Linked DNA regions of Mus musculus: region 1 is linked to region 2. The links are chromatin contacts, called in public Hi-C maps. All regions are on one chromosome and are shown on one strand. Each heading gives the region's core, a stretch centred on a gene start, on an enhancer-like site or on the middle of the called end of the contact. The rest is flanking DNA. Distances are from core to core; before and after follow the strand shown.

Region 1 (4,549 bases), core at 1,929-4,428, 130 kb before region 2:
GACAAGTACAACTGTCACTCCTCAGTTTCGGGACTGAGGTTGAGTGTATGCCCAAAGTCACATGAGAGGACACAGAACAGCTAGGTCTGACAAGCAGCGGGGGTGGGGGTGGGGTGGGGTGGGGTGTAGAGTCTTTTTCCTTAGTCTTGTCGCAATGGTATATCAGGTGACTCAGGCTAAGTGCTTTCTCCATAGATCTCAGACTTGTGGTCACAGGAGCCCCAGGGGAGGGGGTGCACAGCTTTCTCCTCACTGTGTAGAAACCCGGCCACAAGCCCCTGCCTTCTGGACTCCACACTCTGGTACACAAAACTGCTCAATGGCTCTCGGCTCACAAAGGGCTGGAGAGGGTCTATGACAGTCACTTTCCTGCCCTGTCCCTCCACTGACCACCACTGGCTGGCTGACACTCTTCATCCCACTTTTCCAGCCTCTGCCTTATCTGCTCCATTCACAGATAATGTGAATCTGTCACTTGGGGTGGCCTTGGACGTCCTTTCTAGTCTTTGGGAAGACTTGGAGTCTGGGACTATTCAGACTCTTTTCTCTGACTCCTTCCAACCACTGAAACAAGCAAGACAAACGGAACTTTGCTTCTGAGCGGAGTTGCCTTACTCTATCCCTTTCTGACTATCATCTTCCCACAGAGCCCAGCAGTTAAGGTGCTGAGAGGAAAACCTGAATGGTCTATTCTTTGCTCCAGGGACACTGTGGGATCCAGCCCTCCCCTTCCCTAGGTGTCCTTCTGTGCCCCTTCTTAGCAGGATTCTTCCAGCTATGGATGACAAGTTCCTGCTGGATCTCAGCCACTCGATGCCCCACCCTGGCTCTCGCGCAAGGTCAACCCCAGCCAAGCTCAACTGAGGCGGGATAGTTGCTTCTCCTAGAGGCGACCGACCTTTCAAATGCTTCTAGAGAAGCCCACCCTCGGTTAAGAGCACTGGCTGCTCTTCCAGAGGACGCTAATTCAGTTCTCAGTACCTACAAGAAGGCTCACAACCACCTGTAACTTCAGTGTCAGGGGTCTCAACACTCTCTTCCGGACCCCAGAGGCATCGGGTATATGTTTGGTACACACATGAAAGCAAAATAATCAGATGTATAAAATTAATAATTCTAAAAAAAAAAAAAAGCCAAATTGAAACAAAGAATACTCCTCTACCTGTACAGCGAAGGATCAGCTTCAGAGCCAGAGAGATGCTCATCGGGGAGACGCTCGCTCACCATGTGGCTGAGTGGATCTGTAGGACATCACAGAAGTGGAAGAGGGAAACCAAGCCCAAGCCATAAGTAAATAACTCATTTATCTACTAATTTATTTTAGGTTTTCGAGACAGGGTTTCTCTGTACTCTGTGTAGCCCTGGCTGTCCTGAAACTCACTCTGTAGACCAGGCTGCTCTGAACTCAAGAGATCCCCCTGCCTCTGCCTCCCAGTGCTGGGATTAAAGGTGTGCGCCACCACTGCTCAGCTTAATCTTTTTTTTTTTTCTTGTAATGAACCCCTTTCACCCAAAGAGAGCTCAGGCCTTTACCCTGGCTCGTCGCCCAGGGGAACAGACTTGAAATTTGCCTCGTTGCTTATCATCAGTGGCTGGAAGGTAACAGTTTCCCAAGAATTGACTGTGTCCCTAGGCCTACAGAACATGACTGTGTCCAACTTTACAACAGTCACAGTTAATATATATATATTTGTAAGTGGGGTATGGTGGCTTATATCTGTAACTTCAACACTTGAGAGGTGGAGGCAGGAGAGTGACCATGAATCTGAGGGCAGCCTTACCTATATAAGTTCCTAGGTAGCTTTGACTTCAGAGTGAGACCCTTCAAATTTTTTTATTTTAAAAGTTAAAAAGAAAGAAAGAAAAAAAGAAAGAAAGAAAGAAAGAAAGAAAGAAAGAAAGAAAGAAAGAAAGAAAGAAAGGAGGAAGGAAGGAAAGAAGAAGGGAAGGAAGGCTTATATATTATAAACATCTTCAGTTTTTATTAATTAAATAACAGTAATGGAAAAATAATTTAACACACAATGACAACCTTAGCAACAACTATTTCTAGATGGTCTTCCAGAAATGAGAAGTCAGAATTGGAGGCAGGGACTTGGGGGATATGAAGAACCCTTTCTACTCTGTAAAACAGAGCTTCGCTTCCAAGCAGATGGCAGGGGTGCGGTGCTCACTGCTGGTGGGGGGCAATGAGTACCTCGACAGGGCCTGCATTCGTTAGATTAAGGCAGTGGGCTGGGGGCAGGGTGCTGACTGAGAGGGTGAGAGAGGGCTGTTTCCTGGTTAGTGAAGGATATGTTTTAAGTTCATTGAAAAGGCAGCCAGCCATTCTTGGGCCAATGAGATGGCTCAGGAGGGAAGGTGCTTGCCGCCAAGCTTGTGAGTCTGAGTTCAAGGATCCACACGGTGCAAAGAGAGACCCGGTCTCCTGACCTCCACACTGATGCTGTAGTGCACATAGATACACACATGCTCACATGAAGTAATTTAAAAAAATTTTTTTTTAAATCAGCCATTTCTCAGGCTTCTGTCTAAGGTAGGAAAAATCTTCAACCTAGCCCAGAACCTCCATATAGGTAAAGCCTCATTCCATGGTCCTGCCTGCCCCACTCCATGTCACCTCTCTGTCTCCAAAGACCACAAACTTGTAAGATCAGCTGGTCTAGGATGCGAGAAGGTCTGCCTCCATCATCCTTCTATGAGGTAAGACCCCAGAGTCAGCTTTCCCAAGATATCAGAGTTTCCAAGGGGCCCCCATAGCAGGAAGCAGCTAGGCCCAGGTGTGCTCAAGGCAGACTTTCTTGATATTACTCTGTCTTTCCCCAGGGCGACACCAGCACCCTCGGACACCTGTGACCTCTTCCTTCTCTGCAGGAGGAGAGCCAGTGGCAACCCTACGCTGATAAGATTAGTCTGAAAGGCCGATTATGGTGTAATTTCCTATGCTGAAACTTTGTAGATTTAAAAAAAAAGGGGGGGGAGGGGTGTTTCATTTTCCAATTGGTCTGATTTCACAGGAAAATTTACCTGTTTCTCTTTTTTCTCCTGGAAGAGAGGTGCTGATTGGCCCAGAATAACTGACAATCTGGTGTAATAAAATTTTCCAATGTAAACTCATTTTCCCTTGGTTTCAGCAACTTTAACTCTATATATAGAGAGACCTCTGCCAGCATTGCATTGTTAGCATCTCTTGATAAACTTAATTGTCTCTCGTCACTGACGGCACAGAGCTATTGATGGGTCTCAACCCCCAGCTAGTTGTCATCCTGCTCTTCTTTCTCGAATGTACCAGGAGCCATATCCACGGATGCGACAAAAATCACTTGAGAGAGATCATCGGCATTTTGAACGAGGTCACAGGAGAAGGGGTAAGTACCTATCTGGCACCATCTCTCCAGATACCCAGGTGATACTGCTGGGGCGATTCTAGGCTTGGAGAGCTGAGTTGCTAGAGAGGTGGACGGACGGCAGGTGGCTGAGGCAGGACTAGGGACAAAGCTCAAGAGACCCTGCTACTTCCACCTTGGAGGCAGAGGGAGTCTCCCGGGTGGGGGGTGGGAGGTGTAGCGATGCTTTCTCTGTCCTGCTTGGATTAACTTTTATCTTTTGCTCTGTCTGCATCAAGACGCCATGCACGGAGATGGATGTGCCAAACGTCCTCACAGCAACGAAGGTAAGTGGACCTGAGGGGTCTGCTGTGGCATATTCTGGAGGTGGGAGAGGAAGGTCTCACACACACACACACACACACACACACACACACACACACACACACACACGAATCTGAATGAGAAATGCCTGTGATAGAAACCCAGGAGGCCCAAAGGAGGTGCTTTTATCCTTTGTGGAGGCTGAGTTGCACTCCTCAGTTTCGGATTTCACTAGACTCAGAAGACAAGTCAGAGAAAGCCAGGATTTATTCATTGTAACTCAGATAAGAGTACAGATATCTAGAGTCCTACCTGGCCTTGCTTGATACGGTATCTAGATCTAGATCATAGGAGACACACAATTTGTGCTGTTGAGTGAGAAAATTCTCTCTCTCTCTCTCTCTCTCTCTCTCTCTCTCTCACTCTCAGGCCATGCATTTCTGAAAAAAAAAAAAAAACCCAAATACTCTCTCAAATACAGATATGAAGATTAGAGGTTGAGAAGGCTTTTGCTTTGTCTATGAGACTTCGTATGGTCCCTACAGGCCTCTTTCTGGTCACCTAACAGTCATCTGATGGTGGCCCACTGCAGGGCCTCCTCAGCTCACTCTGTTCCACCCCATTCCCCTAGCTATCCCCTAGCTGGGAGCTGTCCTCTGGCTGGAGTCTGACCATCCCTGCTTCTGCTTGGACATCTCTCTTCCCTTTCTGCCTGCTGCTCTGCCCTGCCCCCCGCCCCTCCATTTGTAGTGGGAGGGGACAGATGTGACAGGCTGATAGTGCATTTTCTCTGACAAACACATGACTTGGCTATGCTGTATCAATAGCTTTGTGCATTTCAGTTCCTGTTTTCATGGAAACACACCACTGAGAATGAAAGGCCCCAAAGTCTTGACTTA
Region 2 (4,844 bases), core at 1,616-4,115:
ACATGGTATAGAGCTGACTTGTAATCCCAGCATTCAGGCTGAGGCAGGAGAATCATGAGCTGGAAGCTATTCTTTGGCAATAGTGATTTCAAGACCAGCCTAGGCCACACGAGACCCAGTCTCAATATAATAGCAAAAGCTTCAGAAAAATCTCCCTTTCTAAGAATCCACTCCCAGGTCCTAAAATGATGAGACCAGAACCATTTTGCAACATATCCCAGTACTGACTCAGCCAAAGATCCCTTTTTCTGCCTTCATTTTGAAATGAAAAGCCGAAGTGATGACATTTACTATCATATGGCAAATTGTCACCGTTGTATTTCTGGAGGTAGTGGCTGGACACTGCATGCCTTAGTTTCTGCTGCTATTACAAAGGGCCTGAGCCTGAGCTTTTGTTTGGCTCCCTATTCTTGTGTTGGGAGGGTCCAAACAGCATAGAGCCAGAGTCCTGGTCAGGACCCTCCTACAACAACATAATTACAACATAGTAACAACATAGCAACAACATAGTAACACCATAGCAACAACATAACAAAAGCAGAAGAGGAAGGCAATGGCCTTACTTTCCATGACCCCACTCTTGTACCAGTAACTAGTTCGGAGAGATCAAACTTACACCCTTGAAGAAGAGTATAAATTCCTTCCAGAATTTATGGAAGGATTTAAAACCTTTAAATTCCGTTAAAACATGATTGAAAACCCTTCTTGCTAGCCCCACAAGTTTCTCTGAGTAACTGTATTAGTTGGGATTTCTTCTTCTTCTTCTTCTTCTTCTTCTTCTTCTTCTTCTTCTTCTTCTTCTTCTTCTTCAGATTTATTTATTTATTTCATGTATATGAGTACAACATTGTAGCTGTCTTCGGACACACCAGAAGAGGGCATGAGATCCCATTGCAGATGGTTGTGAGACACCATGTGGTTGCTGGGAATTGAACTCAGGACCTCTAGAAGAGCAGTTAGTGCTCTTAACCATTGAGCCATCTCCAGCCCTTACTTAGGATTTCTGTCACTGTGAAGAGACACCATGACCACAGCAACTCTTATCAAGGAAAGCCTTTAACCAGGACTGGCTTACAATACCAGAGGTTTAGTCCATTATGCACACAGTGGGAAACATGGCAGCCTGCAGGCATTGTTCAATGTCACAGATGATTGCTCTGAAGGCTGCTAATAAATCTGCTCCATATTTACTTAGCTGACAGTCTCAACAAGGCAAGAACCTAGAACTAAGCTCCTGCTGCCAGTCTAACCTCCACCTCGACTCTCACCCATGACCTCAGCCTGACCCCTCTCTCAAACACACTATTCCTAGACAGTCTCAATCAACACCTGACATCAGGCTCTTCCTACCGCTCACTCCACATGATTGATGGGGGCCCCTCTGTTAATGAGCACTTAGGAGTACAGACAAGGAAGCAAGACAAGCTGATGTCTTTCATCTAAGTAGAAGGCGAGTTAATTATGGCTATGAAAGAGGTTAGGGACAAATTGAACTGTGTCTACCAGGCTGTCTTTAAAACCAGGACAACTCTCTCTGTCCCAAGGGCAAATGCCCATTGATGGGTCTCACATCTCTAAACACTGGTACTATAATTTCAGATCCTGGCTGAATTGGTATTCATCTGTCACAGCAAGAAGTCTAGTCTCTGAATCATCTAGCCTAGTCAGCAGGGTCACTACTTCACAATCAAGGTCATGGTTTAACAGCATTCTGCAGGCTTCTTAAATTAGGCCCATCCTAATTCAGACAGCCTAGTGAGGAAAAAAAAAAAAAAAAAAAAGCAACCAACCAACTAAGCCTCCAAATTCCCTCAGAGGGGAGGGGGTGTGGGTAAAAGAATCTTTTCTGTTAAACCTTCTACCGTATGTGGGGCTGGAGAGATGGCTCAGCCTTTAAGGGCACTTGTTGCTCTTGCAGAACAGCAGAGTTCACTTCCCAGCACCCACACTAGGCTGCTCACAATTTAACCTGTTCCAGCTCCAGGGCATCTGATGCCCTCTTCTGGGTTCTTTGGGCACTTGAACACAGTGTGTGTGTGTGTGTGTGTGTGTGTGTGTGTGCGCGCGCGCGCGCTCATGTGTATGTACACACACTTGCTCAGACAGGCACATATACGTACGTACACATAAGTAAAAATAAATATTATACATTAAGGATGGGGATAAAGCTCAATACATAGAGTATCTTCTTAGCAAATAAAAAACCCTGGGCTCCATATTTAGCATCCCATAAAATAGGCATCGTGGTGCATAGTTATAACCCCAGTCCTGGAGAGGAGGAAGGTAGAAAGATCAGAAATTCAGCCGGGCAGTGGTGGTGCATGCCTTTAATCCCAGCACTTGGGAGGCAGAGGCAGGCGGATTTCTGAGCTCGAGGCCAGCCTGGTCTACAGAGTGGGTTCCAGGATAGCCGGGGCTACACAGAGAAAACCTGTCTCAAAAAAACAACAACAAAACAAACAAACAAACAAAGATCAGAAATTCAAGGCTGTCCTTAGGTGTATCACAAGTTTGAGGCTAACCTGAGCTGTATGAGACCCTGTCTTAAAGCAATAACAACAACAAAATGCCTCATGTAGTAGAATTAAGCAGGCAGAAAAGAAATGGGGGGGAGGAAAAGTAGCAGAGGACTGCTTGAGGAGCATCACCTCATGGGTACCCAGCTTTTCCAAGTCTCAGAGGACCAGGCTTGCTGCTCTCCCGACTTAGCAACCAAGCAACCAGTCTGACCTATCACAAAAACAGCCTGGAAAAAAAAAATCGCAGATGCAAAAACTGAGTTTTCAACTCGGGCATGTGACCTGGTGCTAGGATTCAGAACTATGACCTCATTGAGATCAGGCACAACAGGCTGCAAGCCTGAGAAAGGAGGAGAGAGAGGCCTTCTCGCTTCCCCTGGGCTAGTAAGCAAGAACAAAACATGATTTGTTCCGGAAGGAAGTCGTGACTAAAAAAACAGCTTGCTATCTGGGCAAAGTCCCTTTGCAGCCTCTGCTGGCCACCCATCCCCCTCAAGTCCCTTTTAGCTGGAGACCCCCCTGCTGATGGCGCTTAAGAGGCCAGAAGGGGCCCATAATGAGAGGCCACACACGCAAAACAAGAGATTCCCACTGCCATAACAAGGATCAGAATGGTCAAAACCATAAGCGCCCACCACAGCTCAGCGGGCGTAGGCGTGGAATTTAGTGGCCAGCGTGGGTTGAAAGTCATAATAGAGTCTAATGTTATATAATGTATTTGAACTATGAAGACTTTTTAAATTACATTTATTTATTTATTTTGTATTCGTGTGTAACAGTGTGACTGTGGAGGTCAGAGAACAACTGTGGGGATCAGTTCTCTCCTTCCACCATGTGCGTCCTGGGAATTGAACTCAGGTAATTAGGCTTGGTAGCAAGTACCTTTATCCACTGATCTATCTTACCAGTCCCTGAAGCCGCTTGAAAAGAAATAGATTTATTTTATTTGTAATTATGTGAATGTGTGTGGGTATGTGTACATGGGCGCTAGTGCCCACAGAGACCAGATAGATGAAGATGTTGGATCCCTGTTGTTGGAGTTGGTTGTGGCTGCTGGGAACAGAACCCCAGTCCTGTGGAAGAGCAGTACTGACTCCAACCCACTGAGCCATCTTTCTAGCCGAGGGTTTGTTTTTTTAATTTATATTTTTGGTGTTGGTGTTGGTTTTTCATCCTGTTTTATTTTTTTCCAGGAGCTCACTATATAGACCAGGCTGGCCTTGAGGTTCCACTGACTTCTGACTCCCAAGTGCTGGGATTAAAGGCGGTGCCACAGCATCCTGCTTGGCCTGAGCGCTTTCTCTCTCTCTCTCTCTCTCTCTCTCTCTCTCCCTCTCTCTCTCTCTCTCTCTCTCTCTCTCTCCCTCTCTCTCTCCTTCTCTCTCTCTCTCTCTGTCTCCCTCCCTCTCTCTTTTTTTAAGATTTATTTTTACAAGTACACTGTCGCTGTCTTCAGACCCACCAGAAGAGGACATCAGATCCCATTACAGATGGTTGTGAGCCACCATGTGGTTGCTGGGAATTGAACTCAGGACCTCTGGAAGAACAGTCTCTTAACCACTGAACCATCTCTCTAGACCTGGCCTGAGCTTGTAAAATTTATGTTTATTTAACTAAGTAGCCTTAATAACTACAAAGGGCTTGCCACCCTTGCTTCTGGATATTTTAGGGTACAAGCCTAGGCCCTGGCAGCCCCCTGTGGTCACCTACATGTCCTCACTTTACCAATTAAAGAGACAAGAAATATCAAAGTATAGGGAAAGAGGTTTATCCATGTGACCATACTGAGAAAGGAACAAATAAAGAGTTTCAGGTCCCACCCACCCAGCAAGTTCACCTCACTGGCACTGACGGTTTTAAATGGAAGGCATGAGATATATGCATACATAATTAAACAGTCCTAACCAGGGTGTGTTCCCTCTCATCACTGACTGACCCATTATTGTCTGGCTCCTGTGTGTGTCCAAGGTGGTCTGACAAGTTGTCAGAAGCTCCTCCTGGAACACAAGCTCCTCATCCGATGGCATGGGATTGCGGGGACATTAATTCTTTGGAATGCTTTGTATCACTAGTCTGATAGCCAAAAGAAGAGGTATAACTATCTCTTTAGGGTAAGGGTTCTTTTTTTTTTTTCCCCCGAGACAGGCAGGGTTTCTCTGTGTAGCCCTGGCTGTCCTAAAACTCACTCTGTAGACCAGGCTGGCCTCGAACTCAGAAATCCACATGCCTCTGCCTCCCAAGTTCTGGGTTAAAGGTGTGAGCCACCACTGCCCCGCTAGAGTAGGGGCTCTTAACCTGTGGGTGGAACAATCCTTTCACGGGGGT

What was found. A called contact is a pair of places that touch in the nucleus more often than the background predicts.
Region 1: a Hi-C map of bone marrow-derived macrophages shows a contact between it and region 2, with 39 read pairs. The contact joins the promoter of Il4 here to the enhancer-like site in region 2. A contact is called at or near these places in 8 of 39 promoter capture datasets (the C10 cell line, the HPC-7 cell line, Sertoli cells and 5 more), 2 of 15 datasets of contacts at CTCF or cohesin (embryonic stem cells and large pre-B cells), 22 of 484 Hi-C or Micro-C datasets (the Ba/F3 cell line, CD4 T cells, CD8 T cells and 7 more), 4 of 115 datasets of contacts at active chromatin or transcription factors (embryonic hindbrain, embryonic stem cells and fetal liver) and 4 of 9 other capture datasets (adipose tissue, embryonic stem cells, liver and 1 more).

What each region holds. Positions count from the first base shown.
Region 1 is chr11:53,617,294-53,621,842 of GRCm38.p6, reverse strand. Il4 (interleukin 4) reads left to right here and starts at 3,178. Exons shown (of 4, transcript NM_021283.2): 1 at 3,178-3,368; 2 at 3,626-3,673. The coding sequence starts at 3,237.
Region 2 is chr11:53,490,227-53,495,070 of GRCm38.p6, reverse strand. No RefSeq gene overlaps it. Among named protein-coding and RNA genes, the nearest start is that of Gm19835, 5.0 kb to the right of the region's middle. Within about 2 kb of position 2,865, at least 60 of the 459 cell types and tissues checked have an H3K27ac peak or open chromatin away from gene starts, as enhancers often do. A contact at or near this core is called in the HPC-7 cell line, adipose tissue, bone marrow-derived macrophages and 2 more, where this site is marked.